Regions from separate parts of the Muntiacus reevesi genome. Here region 1 is linked to region 2. The links are chromatin contacts, called in public Hi-C maps. All regions are on one chromosome and are shown on one strand. The core of a region is the stretch at or near the end of the contact, and the rest is flanking DNA. Distances in the headings are between cores, read along the strand shown. Region 1 holds the start of LOC136176287 (GPI ethanolamine phosphate transferase 1-like). Region 2 holds the start of DCAF6 (DDB1 and CUL4 associated factor 6).

Region 1 (6,907 bases), core at 3,853-6,352, 650 kb before region 2:
TTATTGTATGCGATTTTACCTCAAAGTTGATGGTAAAAATTATAGCCTATCAAATAACATAAAGCTACAAAAACAGTTTAATCCAATTTTTACTTTTAAACATATATGCATAGAAAAAACAGAAAAGGCAAGTACTATTGGTTGGATTATGGATAACTGTGATTTTTTTTCCCCTACTGCTCATCTGTTTTGTTTTCACTTGAAAATATATTATGTAATAACGTACTTTTGAGTTATACCCAAAACAGGTCCAAATAAACTATGGAAGAGCACAACTACACATGAATGTTTGATTATAGCTAAACTCTGATTTATGATCACAGGACTGAAGTTATTTCAAGAAACTATAAAAATGTATAATGCAAAGGCATTTAGAAGTCAACTTTAAAACACAGCTATGTTTAGAGCCTAATTATAAATATAACTATTTCTGTACAAAAAAGTATTTAAGAGAAATTTTCACTATAAACAGTGATACCACACCATAATCAGGTAGGCTGAAAAGATTAATAAATTCTTTTAAATGAAATAAAATAATGTTATAAAGGAATAACTTATTTCATTATATCTATACAGTAGAAAAACATAACAGATACAATTCTGTTGTTCAACAACAGGCCAGGGACTATACAAACTGTGAGTAATAAAAAGATGTCCTTCAAGAAGCTGACTATCTAATGGAAAGAAATGATACTGTTAATAAATCAAATAAAGAGAGTTAAAGGCTATGGTTGAGGTTTGAAAGTAGTACAATGAAAGAATCAAACAACTAAGCCTTGGTAGTTTGGGAAGTATTTACAAAGATGACAGTTGAGCTGGGTCTTGACGTAGTAAGAGCTTATCAGGTGAAAATCATAATTAGACACTTCAAAAATCTTAAAACAAACAAAAGCCAACTGCCTAACAATTCTGTTACACTGCTCTTTTGTTACATTTTATAGTCTTAAAGGTCAGCAACAGAAAAACCAGTTTCAGGAAAAGGAAGATAATCTTGCAATACTGAGCAAGGAAGTTACGCCTGCTGAGAAAATTCCATATTCAAGAGAGAAGACTGCTTTGGAATTATCTTGATGGAAAAAGGCACTCTTTGAAGTTTAACTACATGTAAGTTATATCTAAGTTAGGCAACTGTGGTGTTGGGGAAGATTCTTGAGAGTCCCTTAGACTGCAAGGAGATCCAACCAGTCCATACTAAAGGAAATCAATCCTGAATATTCATTGGAAGGACTGATGTTGAAGCTGAAACTCCAATACTTTGGCCACCTGATGCAAAGAACTGACTCATTGGAAAAGCCCCTGATGCTGGGAAAGATTGAAGGTGGGAGGAGAAGGGGACGACAGAGGATGAGATGGTTGGATGGCAGCACCAACTCGATGGACATGAATTTGAGCAAGCTCCGGGAGTTGGTGATGGACAGGGAGGCCTGGCAGACTGCTGTTCATGGTGTCACAAAGAATCAGAAACGACTGAGGGATGTCAGCAAATATGGAAAACTCACCAATGGCCACAGGACTGGAAAAGCTCAGTTTTCATTCCAATCCCAAAGAAAGGCAATCTCAAAGAATGCTCAAACTACCGCACAATTGCACTCATCTCACACGCTAGTAAAGTAATGCTCAAAATTCTCCAAGCCAGGCTTCAGCAATACGTGAACCGTGAACTTCCAGATGTTCAAGCTGGTTTTAGAAAAGGCAGAGAAACCAGAGATCAAGTTGCCAACATCCGCTGGATCATCGAAAAAGCAAGAGAGTTCCAGGAAAACATCTATTTCTGCTTTATTGACTACGCCAAAGCCTTTGACTGTGTGCATCACAACAAACTGTGGGAAATTCTGAAAGAGATGGAATATCAGACCACCTGACCTGCCTCTTGAGAAACCTGTATGCAGGTCAGGAAGCAATAGTTAGAACTGGACAGGGAACAACAGACTGGTTCCAAATAGGAAAAAGAGTGCGTCAGGGCTGTATATTGTCACCCTTATTTAACCCTTATTTAACTTACATGCAGAGTACATCATGAGAAATGCTGGGCTGGAAGAAGCACAAGCTAGAATCACGATTGCCGGAAGAAATATCAATAACCTCAGATATGCAGATGACACCACCCTCTTGGCAGAAAGTGAAGAGGAACTAAAAAGCCTCTTGATGAAAGAGAAAGAGGAGAGTGAAAAAGTTGGTTTAAAGCTCAACATTCAGAAAACTAAGATCATGGCATTTGGTCCCATCACTTCATGGGAAATAGATGGGGAAACAGTGGAAACAGTGTCAGACTATTTTTGGGGCTCCAAAATCCCTGCTGATGGTGATTGCAGCCATGAAATTAAAAGACGCTTACTTCTTGAAAGGAAAGTTATGACCACCCTAGATATCATACTAAAAAGCAGAGACAATACTCTGCCAACAAAGATCCATCTAGTCAAGGCTATGGTTTTTCCATTGGTCATGTATGGATGTGAGATTTGGACTATAAAGAAAGCTGAGCACTGAAGAATTGATGCTTTTGAAATGTGGTGTTGGAGAAGACTCTTGAGAGTCCCTTGGACTGCAAGGAGATCCAACCAGTCCATCCTAAAGGAGATCAGTCCTAGGTGTTCATTGGAAAGACTGATGCTGAAGCTGAAACTCCCAATACTTTGGCCACCTGATGCGAAAGAGTTGACTCACTGGAAAAGACCCTGATGCTGGGAGGGATTGGGGGCAGGAGGAAAAGGAGACGACAGAGGATGAGATGGCTGGACGGCATTACTGACTCGATGGACATGAGTTTGAGTAAACTCCAGGAGTTGGTGATGGACAGGGAGGCCTGGCGTGCTGTGATTCATGGGGTCGCAAAGAGTCAGACAGGACTAAGCGACTGAACTGAACTGAGGGACTGAAGTTAGGTGATCTCAGTCTCCGGCACCACTTAAAAGTACTAACAAAAAACCATCAGTTTGGCTACAATTTTATCATGTATTTTAACATGTGTGAGCAAATTTCAGTTGGCCTCACATTAACATATTGAAAACCTCATACTGTTAGTAAGGGAAAATCTAAGATGCCTCTTGAGAAGGATAGGTACTGGGACTCCAATATGCATCCTGGGCGGTACTTTTTTTTTTTTTAATGGGCTATGGATTGGGATAATTTAATGTAATTATATAAATGTTTCAGCAGAGAAAATGGCTGAGGCTATATTTTAAAATGTAACACTCTTCTGAATTAAGGACATGTGCTAAGTTGCACAGTAGTGTCCGAACCTTTGCCACCCCATGGACTGTAGCCTGCCAGGCCCCTCTGTCCATGGGATTCTCCAAGCAAGGATACTGGAGTGGCTTGCCATGCCCTTTTCTAGGGTTGGCTGTACGTTTTAAAGACATAAGAAATGCTTACAAATATATGATGAATGAGGTAAACGAACACTCTATACGGTTAACAATGATTACAACAAGGCAGAAAAGTTAATTCCTAAACTTACCAACAGAAAAAAGCCTACAAGGTTCTGAGACCAGGAGGTAACACTGCAGGGAGAACCTGCCTACTTTGCTCCTTAGACTTCCTATAATTCTGGACACCCACTGAAATTAAGGAACCGAAAGTGAATGAAACTGAGTTTATTTAAACTGAACAAATTTTATGCAGTAGAAGATGCAACTTTTGAGTAATCAACTCAACCCAAAGACAAATGGGCCTTCAAGTGGATCTGGTTTCGGGGAAAGAGCAACATATCCTATTCTTAACTCTCTTGACTTGGAGTCAAATAATTACTGGGAACAACAAAAGGAACACTGTTTCCAGGTAGTGGCGGTTCAGGAGACGGGAGAGAATGGAAAAACAATTAAAGCGATAAACCAAGGTTGTAAGGGAGTCTTCTGGAATCATGTAGTAGCCAGTGAACTAGAAACTCTGGATATTTAATAGATATGGACACTAATAGTGGAACCAGGAGCTGGTGCAAGTCCAGCCAAGGGCTGGAGGCAGGCAGCGAGAGAACAGTCGCTGTCAAATCCTTTGGCCTCCACGGCAAAAGATCACCGCCGACCCCCGCCCCAACCCTCTAGCTGAAATGCTCCCAGTACTCAGCACCGGCCCACAAGCACCCCCTCCCCACAATAAGCCCCAACCCCAACCCCAAAAGCCCAGCCGGAGGGACAGCGCCGTCGTTCATTTACTGAGCTGTCCCCCACACGACGTCGTACTCTGCTCCCGACCTCCTGCGCCTCCAAGGCCGGTCGCCCCGGGCACCCCCGGCGCCCCCGTCCCCGGCGGGGTCCCGCTCTGCCTCTCGAAGTTGCCAGGGTTGGGGAAGCAGTCGCGCAGCCGAGGGAGCTCGCGCCCGCTCTCTAACAGCTCGGTGTGCAGCTCCAAGGTGGTCAGCAGGTACTGATCGCGCAGCAGCTGGGCCGCGATCGCATCAATTGACAGGCGGGCCGGGGTCTCCCCCAGGGCCCCCCAGGGCCGCCGCCGCCGCTTCCCCGGGGAGCCCAGCTCGGGCACTGCTCCCCAAGGCCACGGGGTCCTGGGGCGACAGCGAGTCCGCAGAGCCAGGATCTATGCCGCCCCGGCACCCAGCCGAAGTCCTGCCCGCCGCTCGTCGGTCGCCGAGACCTCATCCTCATCCTCGTCCGAATCGCTGAGGAAAGGGTTTACGCCGCCGCCGGCGTGAACTGTCTTACACAGTCAAGAGTGTGGGCGCCCCCCTGTGACAGACCGTGGCCTAAGTCCCCTCTGAGCCTCGGCAGGCACCGCTCGCTTCCACAGACCCGGCCTTGCCACGTCCAGCCTCCTCACCTGGAGACCAGGCGCAGGCTCGGAAGCAAACCGTCCGGAGGCTGCAGCAGTAGCAGCCACTGACTCAGCCGCAGCAGCCCGGCTCTGCGGGCGTCGTCCTGGTCCCTGGTCTCGCGAGAAATGGCGTGTGCCCCGCCCTCTCCCCGCCCCCGCCCCGCCTGCTCCCCACGCTTGTGAGCAGACAGAGGGGCCCCGCCCCCTGCTCGAAGGCAAAGCCCCACCCCAGTCCTTTTTGATTGGTCGAAGGAGGTAAGGGCGGGGATTGGAGTCACGGAGGACTGACCCGGGAATTATCGCGAGAGTAGCTTCTGGTCAGGTGAGTGTCCGGGTCGTTTCGTGGTTGGGGGGCGTTTTTGATGGTGGCTTAGGAAGCTTCTCTTCTGGGCTGGAGGGGAGCTCTGACTCGCAGCCGGGGCCCGCCTTCGCGCTGACGAGACCTCGTTCCCGAGGTCAGGCCTGACCTGGTCGAGCCCAGGTAGAGTCCGGGAGAAGTGGGGGCAGGGGCCGGCCCGACACTGGCGCTCGCCGGGGTGCGCCGCCCCCTCTTCCTTCGCTCCTGCGTTGTGCGCTGCCCGCTGCTGACGTTTTCCCCGCGGGGGTGGCCGGTGCCGGGAAGAGCCGGTGGTCAGAACGGGGCTTGCTTCCTCTTTCTCGCCCTCCCAGCCTCGTGCCTGCGGGACCCGGGGGGCTGGGTGCGGCACAGAGACAGAGCCAGTGGAACATGCAGCGGGGACGTTGGGATCTGCTTGGATCTGCGACTATCCCGACAGTCTCGACTTCGGTAACAAACTATTAGGAGCGCAGTAAGCACTTGTGATTTAATACACAGCTTGCACAATGGGGACGCTTCAAAACGTCAAATACTGTCCCTCAGAGAGTCCCTTGCAGAGCAAGGAGATCCAGCCAGTCCATCCTAAAGGGAATCAGTCCTGAATGTTCATTGGAAGGACTGATGCTGAAGCTGAAACGCCAATACTTTGGCCACCTGATGCGAAGAACTGACTCATTGGAGAAGACCCTGATGCTGGGAGGGATTGGGGGCAGGAGGAGAAGGGGATGACAGAGGATGAGATGGCTGGATGGCATCACCAACTCAATTGACATGAGTTTGAGCAAGCTCCGGGAGTTGGTGATGGACAGGGAAGCCTGGCGTGCTGCAGTCAACGGGGTCGCAAAGAGTTAGACACGACTGAGCCACTGAACTGAACTTGGGGTATTTGTTTTGTTTTTGGTAGAAGCTTTTTTGATGCTTTTAATACTAAGAATTGGAAGAATTTTTTTTTAACAGAACATTAGCTCCTAGTGTTTAATTCTGAATTTATGTGTGTGTGTATGCGCATGCTGTGTATTGAAGAAAAGCATGGAAAAAAAATCCCAGATCTTAGGAAAATAGTATCAAAAGAGACACCAGTGTTGTTTCATAGTCCTTAGCTAAAAGGATTGCTGATCTTTATTGTAATTGAGTTGCCAGAGAGATTGAAGATGGAACCACTTTGTGGAATGGAAAAATGGGAAGGATTAGGGAATGGCATGGAAAAGGCATGTTTAGAAATGGGTTATTTATATGCAGTATTTCCTCCTGTGTAATGGGAATTGTACACATCTGTTGTACTTAAGGTCCCCACACTTAGGGTCTTCCTCTCAAGGAGTGTGCTTATTAGGTTGAAGAGCCTACAGTTCATATCCCCGTCCTGCCAGTGATTTGCCTTGAGACTTTTAAAAAGTTATTGACTTCTCTTAGCCTCCTCTGTCAAGGAGATCCTTAAAGTACACAGACTTAGGAATGTGCTTGTCACAGTACCTGGTACCTAGTACACAACAAATGTTATAATCATTTATCAATTAATGTACTACTCATATATCTTGAGAATATTTGACAGATTTTTAAAAGTAAAGTGAAACAAACCTGATGTCAATCATTTAGTAGCATTAGCCAGAAAAAGCTAATTGCTCCAAAGTAGGCCCCAAAGGGAATATCTTTTAGGGTCTGACTTCTAAAATGAAAATTGAAAATAGATTTAAAATATGTTTCCTCAGATAGTTGTAAGAAGTTGGATATCGAAGTTCTTCCTTGATCAGCAGCTTACTATGACACATCTGTAATTCCCTGGTTCTACCTCATATCCTGTAACCATGG
Region 2 (6,030 bases), core at 2,369-4,868:
AAAATTAACCATTTCAATACATAGTGACCCTAATGATATTCAAAGGACAGAGACATTCTAATCCCCTTACAAAAAGATATTTCAATCTTCACTATAAAGTTGTCACTGGCTTAGTGGTTTCTATTCCCCCAACCGCCTCCTCCGGACAAATTTCTCTGCTGAAATTCTAACCCCCAAGGTATTAGTATTAGGAGACAGGAATTTGGGGGAGGTGATTAGGCTTGGGTGTGTGCATGCTCAGTTGTGTCCAACTCTTTGCAAACCCACGGACTGTAACCCAACAGGCTCCTCTGTCCATGGGATTTTCCAGGCAAGAATTCTGGAGTGGGTTGCCATTTCCTTCTCTAAGACTTGGGTTAGGGCCCTTATAATCCCAGAGAATGAGCTCACCTCTTGTGCCTTGTGAGGTTACAGTGAAAAGATGGTTATGAACCAGGAAGCAGGCCCCCAACAGACTTAGAACCTGACCATGTGAACACACATAGTGTGTTCCAGCTTCCCAAATTTTGAAACATAAATTTCTGTTGAAATAATTTTCTTTGATAAGAGGAAGAGAGATAAATAACCAAATTTAAATAAAATCACCTGTAATGTTTCAATACTACTATTCAAAAGATACATGTTATGATTAATTTGAAATGCATGTTACAAAAAAGAGTCAGTTGCTTCTATCCCATTTTACTGTTATTTAGAATTAATTTATTATTATAAGTATATATAATGGTCATAATTAGAGAAATATTTAACCTATGATATTATAAACAATCAAAATGTTTAAATACTGAAGTCTCCAAAAAAAAGAATCCATTTACTTTTTAAAACCCTTTTTTAAAAGGGGCTTTTTAAAAAGATTTTATGAGTACTTCAGGTACAACCACTGACCAGTCAGAGAACCATATCCCACATGCGGCAACTAAGAGCTTGCAGGTCACAACTAAGGATTCATCATACTGCAACAAAAACATGCCCACACTAAGGCCCTGTGCACCAAATAAATAAATTTTTAAAAATTATTTTTAGAAAATCTCATTAATTCAGACAGTGCTAATATGGATTTTGCTGTTTCCTGAATGCTAAGCCAAGATTAGCACTGGAGTGTGGATGAGCTAGATAAACTAAAAGTGTAAAGAAAGTCTATTAAGGCCAAGAAATTACTTTTCAAACTATTTCTGAATACTTAAAAAAACCCACTTTTAAAAAAAACCCACTTTTAAAGGAAGCTGTTCCAAGAATGTAATAAAGTATATATTACTAGCACATTTAAAATATTATGTAAGATATGGAATTCATTGTATGAATACACATGTTTGAAAAATCTGTAATTTAGACTTTCTACTAAAGACAGTGAAGTCACATTCTTCAATTCCCCTCCACCCAAGACAAACTTCACTTCCATTATGGAGCTAGAAGAGAAAGGGAAAAAGAAAATTTATGATCTTACTATATTTTAATTGACTCTATCATAGATACAACTGAACTGTGCCAGCAGAAAACATTAATAATAAAACTAAATATAATCACTACTCATTCAAATGCTCCAACTAATTGAAATTCACTTATGTAGAACATGTATTCTTTTTATTAAGCTAAAATTAAGTTCTTTCTCAGCAAGTAAATATTAAAAGAAATATTGCACATCTTTTAGGTTAATGGTTTAAAAAAGCATTCTCTATTCATATTAAATTTTAAAATGATTAATCACCACTCCAGGTACTTATCCTAGAACAAATGCACAAAAACCACGTACTGATAAAAGGATGTTCACTGTTAATAACAGCAAACATACAGGAAAAGAAAGAAGGCTGAGTCAACCTTGACACCTTCATACCGTTAAATACTATGCAACAGTTTAAAAGACTGCACAGATATATTTCTACGACCATGCAACGATCTCCAAGATGTAATGGAAAGGCAAGTTGCAAAACAATATTTACAATATGACATCATACATGCAGGTCACTCACACACACACACACACACACACTCCTACAGCATTTCTATATGTATACACGTGCTTGTGAGAATTCAAAGGAAAAGGTTTAGAAGAATATTCAGGAAACAACATTGTTACCTCTCTAAGGATGTATGTGTGAAACGAACGGGAAGAATCATAAGAATTTGTGCTTCATTTTTACAAGGAAAATGTACTCATGTCACTTGAGACACTAAAAAGCAGGAGGAAAGAAAAAAATGCCTGTCAACTTCTCTCAAATAATCACAAACCAGAACTATTAGGTGCAATGAGATTTCAATTTCTTTCACTGATTTTTAAGTCAAAACCATCTGACTTAAAATCATTTAAATGACATTTAAAGCATTTAAATGACATCAACAAATACCTAAGATAAAAGTGACAAAATTGGTAAGAAAGAAATTTTAATGATGTTGTCTTGCCTTCAAATTAAAAATAAAAAAGAATAAAGAGTAACAAGATTGCAGAGGAAGGAAGAAAAAAAGACTCTTACTAAATCCATCCACTTTTAGCTCAGGCGTGACCCAGAATCCTCACAAATCCACTTATACAAAACGAAAAAAAAAAAAAAAAAACTGGACTACCGTTCCCTCAAGTATCGAAGGTTGTTTTTAGAAAGCTTAACTAAGAAACAGTAAATGCCAAGTGTTTCACCGGTGTGGGAATGGGAACGCGAAACCCTACACCTCCTTAAAGCAATCTAAACGACTGAACAGCAGAGTCCAACTGGGAAAGCGCGCGGGGGTGGGGACAGCTCAGCTATCACTTTTAGGTTCTGGCTCGCAGCCGCGGAACAGTTTACCCCCAGTCTGTTTGGAGCGTGGAGTCCCCGAGGGTGGTCAACGCGTCGCCGCCGACACCTAAGCCCAACCGAGACTTCAGAGGAGGGGCGGTCAACACAAACTTAGCTCCTTCGGCTGAGCCGGGAGAGCGCTGAAGAGCAAAAGCGCCAACTTTTGCTCTAAACGCGGCAGCTCCGGGAGGTTCGACAAGTCTTCCCCCAAGCCCCACTCCTGAAACGATCCCAACACCTTTCCCGGCCAGTACTGTCCGCCCCAGGTCCGGCCCCCGGAGGAAAACCCGACCAGGGCGGCGGCTGGCAGCATGAAAGAGTGCCTTGGCCACGGGAGGACGACAAGGGCGCGGGGTCCGTCGGCTGAGGGCCACCCGGCACCTCAGAGTCTCCGGGACGCCCCCGCCCAGCAGCTGTCCCGTCTCCAACAGACCGCGACGCGGCCCCCTCCCCCACCTCGGGGCGGCGACCTCCGCGCCCCTGCCCCGGGGCCCCTGCTCACCGAGGTAGCGGCTCCGCAGCCGGGACGGGTCCTCCAGCCCGAGGGACCTTTTCCTCACGTCCCACAACAGGTGTGGGCAGGAGCCACCCCGAGACATGGCTCTGCCAGGCTGGGGGAGGAGGGGAGACCACCGCGTGGGGGAGGGGAGAAGGGGGAAGAGACACGCGGATCAACACCCGAGCCGCACCGGGACCATCCACGCGCCGGGTCTCTCAAGCGCAGCGAGTTAGATGGCAGCGGCGGCGGCGGCGGCGGCGCCTTCGCCTGCGAAGTCCGGCCGTACCCGGGCTGGAGCTCGCTTCATACTCTCCTTCTCAGACTACCCAGAACAACCAGAGATCAGCAACAGTCCCCTCCCTCGGCACCCCCTCCTGAAGGAGGAGGCGAAGGCGGCCTCGACTCCTCCCTCTCCTCGTTCTCTACACCCGCCCTTCCAAACCTTTCTCGCGAGATGACTGCCACTGGGCTTTGAGGCAGGTGTGTGCTATGGCCGCCCTTACCCTAGGAAATTGGGTTCAGGCCATTCTAATTAAATCCTTAATACTCTATGGATAAATGAGGAATAGAGAAGTAGCTGAAGTCGTAAGTCTCGCGTTCACGAGTCTCATTCCAAAGGAAGCAAGAGAGTTATGCGGCGTCATCTTTAGTCGGGGCACGGAAGGCCCGAATAGTCCATTTTATTTAGGGGCCTCCTTAAGCAGAGTGAAAGGGTATCCGCCGATGCAGCTTCACTTTCCCTTCTCCAACATGGCTTCCAGAGCAGGAAGAAGAAATTGGAGGTTTGCTTTGGACCCTGCCCGCGCCCGGGACGGGCCAATCAGTGCGGGCAGCTCTGGTTGCGCAAGCGCGCTGCCGGTAGGCCTCTGGGTTGACTCGGTGAGGCCATCCTTTAGTTACCTGTTTTAGCCACTCCTCCCGGGTCCCGGCGGCGAGAAGCCAGTAGGCGGGCTCGGGGCGGGCCGTCGCAGAGTCTCCGCCCCCACAACCTTCTCTGGGCGCGGGCCAAAGGGTGGTTCGCCGGGGGGTCAGGCTCAGCCCGGGGAAGGGCAGGCACCCAGGGAGAGAGGGCGCGAGGCGTTGATACAGGGGAAAGTGACGAGCTGCCCTACATTGCCAGCCAGGGACGAGCACGCGGCCACGCTACCACCCGGCTGCCCACGATCACTCGTCCGCAGAAATGTCAGCCGCCGGCGTCCGGGGCCTGCGGGCCACCTACCACCGGGTCCTTGATAGAGTGGAGCTCCTGCTGCCTGAAAAATTGAGGCCGTTGTACAACCACCCGGCAGGTAATGAACCCAGAGTGGCTCCCACCGAGACCTCCCTTCATGTCCCTTTCCTCCCTTTACCGATCCGCTGACAACTCTGCCGGTGGACAGTTCACCCACAGCCCCAACCCCTGGTCCTCAAGTGAATCTGTGTACTTTCCCATGCTCCTTGCTTTTCACATTTTCTTTTCCAACATGTCTAAAACTCGTGATTTTCAAGTCTGCGCCCTTTGCGACCTTTGTTGCACTGCTTCTCTTAGGCACCACTCAGATCCGGACCAGGCCTCTTGGTTTGACCCTTCTCCGTTTCTGCGGCCAGGAAAGGGTCTGGGCCACCAGGAAACCTCATTCTCTCCCCTTTCCTTCCATGAGTAGTGATATATTGACCCACGCGCAGAAGAGCTGTCTTACCGCCCCAGAGTGTTTGGAGTAAAGGTCATACTTCCTTCAGCTCCAGCTGACAGGCCTGCAGAAGCCTTAGCCAGTTTCTGAGTCAGTGTCATTCCTAGGTCTAGTTTGTTTAAGTCTATCCTAAATTACTACTGAACAAGCTCCTTCTGAACCTTTTTGTGTTGACAGACCTGGATTTAAGTTCTGCTCTGCTGCTAATTCTAGATGTGACCTTGGGTAAAATCCTAGATCTTAGTTTCTGTGAAATGTGGTCGATGTGAAAGGTAAAGATAACATATGTGTTTGATTCGTCGTAAACGCTCAATAAATATTAGCTCTCTCTTTAACCTATTGGAAAACAGCGTTCTTGTAGTTGAAAAAATAATTCTGTAAGAAACTGGAAGATCCCAATGCCTCCAACTCTTTATTTTAAGGTCTAAAATCCTGTTACCTCTTATATAAACGTTAGTAATAGTACTTACTTGACTGGGAACTCAAACCAGATAACATTCTGAAGTCACTTTCAAGCCTAAGACTTAGCAAAGGAGAAAGTGTGTTATAAATAGAAAGATTGAAGTGCAACCCCCCTGTGGCCCTTTTCTCTACATAGTTAAATCTATCTCTGCAGTGGGTGTCATTAGGAAAGTTGTATATCTCCCCACATAGCTGACTATGAAGCAGCTCTTGGGAATCTAAGATGATTACTAAATCTGATTTCCAAGTTTGATAATGGATTAATCTGTGTCTTGGAATTATGCTTTAGTATAATATTATTTATTGCAGTAGTTTACCCTTTATAAAACTGACCTTTAAGGAGAGATTTTTATTAATGAAGAAGATTAGTTTATTTGCTTTTTGTTTCTTTAAGACACAGTTTTTGGAAATTGTCCTCTGTTTTGTGGCAGAGATTTTCAGGAGGAAGAGTTGAGCAACGCTTCTGTAATAATCTGGGCTTTTTTTTTTTTTTCATTTTTTGGCCGCACTGTATGGCATGATTTTGGCCAACTGTTTGACATGTGGGGAATCTTAGTTCCCCAACCAGGAACTGAATGCTCATTCCCTATATTGGAAGCTCCAAGTTTTAACCACTGGGCCACCAGGGAAGTCC

Evidence for each region. Hi-C and Micro-C count contacts between places; a contact is called where the count stands out from the background.
Region 1: a Hi-C map of muscle shows a contact between it and region 2, with 8 times the contacts expected there. The contact joins the promoter of LOC136176287 here to the promoter of DCAF6 in region 2. A contact is called at or near these places in 2 of 3 Hi-C or Micro-C datasets (blood and muscle).

Annotation. Positions count from the first base shown.
Region 1 is chr1:65,582,425-65,589,331 of mMunRee1.1, reverse strand. It overlaps LOC136176287 (GPI ethanolamine phosphate transferase 1-like), which reads left to right and starts at 5,102. Exons shown (of 14, transcript XM_065946433.1): 1 at 5,102-5,245; 2 at 6,808-6,907. It also overlaps the pseudogene LOC136171204.
Region 2 is chr1:64,928,314-64,934,343 of mMunRee1.1, reverse strand. It overlaps DCAF6 (DDB1 and CUL4 associated factor 6), which reads right to left and starts at 3,618. Exons shown (of 21, transcript XM_065946326.1): 1 at 3,268-3,618. The coding sequence starts at 3,364. MPC2 (mitochondrial pyruvate carrier 2) reads left to right here and starts at 4,235. Exons shown (of 5, transcript XM_065946330.1): 1 at 4,235-4,553. The coding sequence starts at 4,445.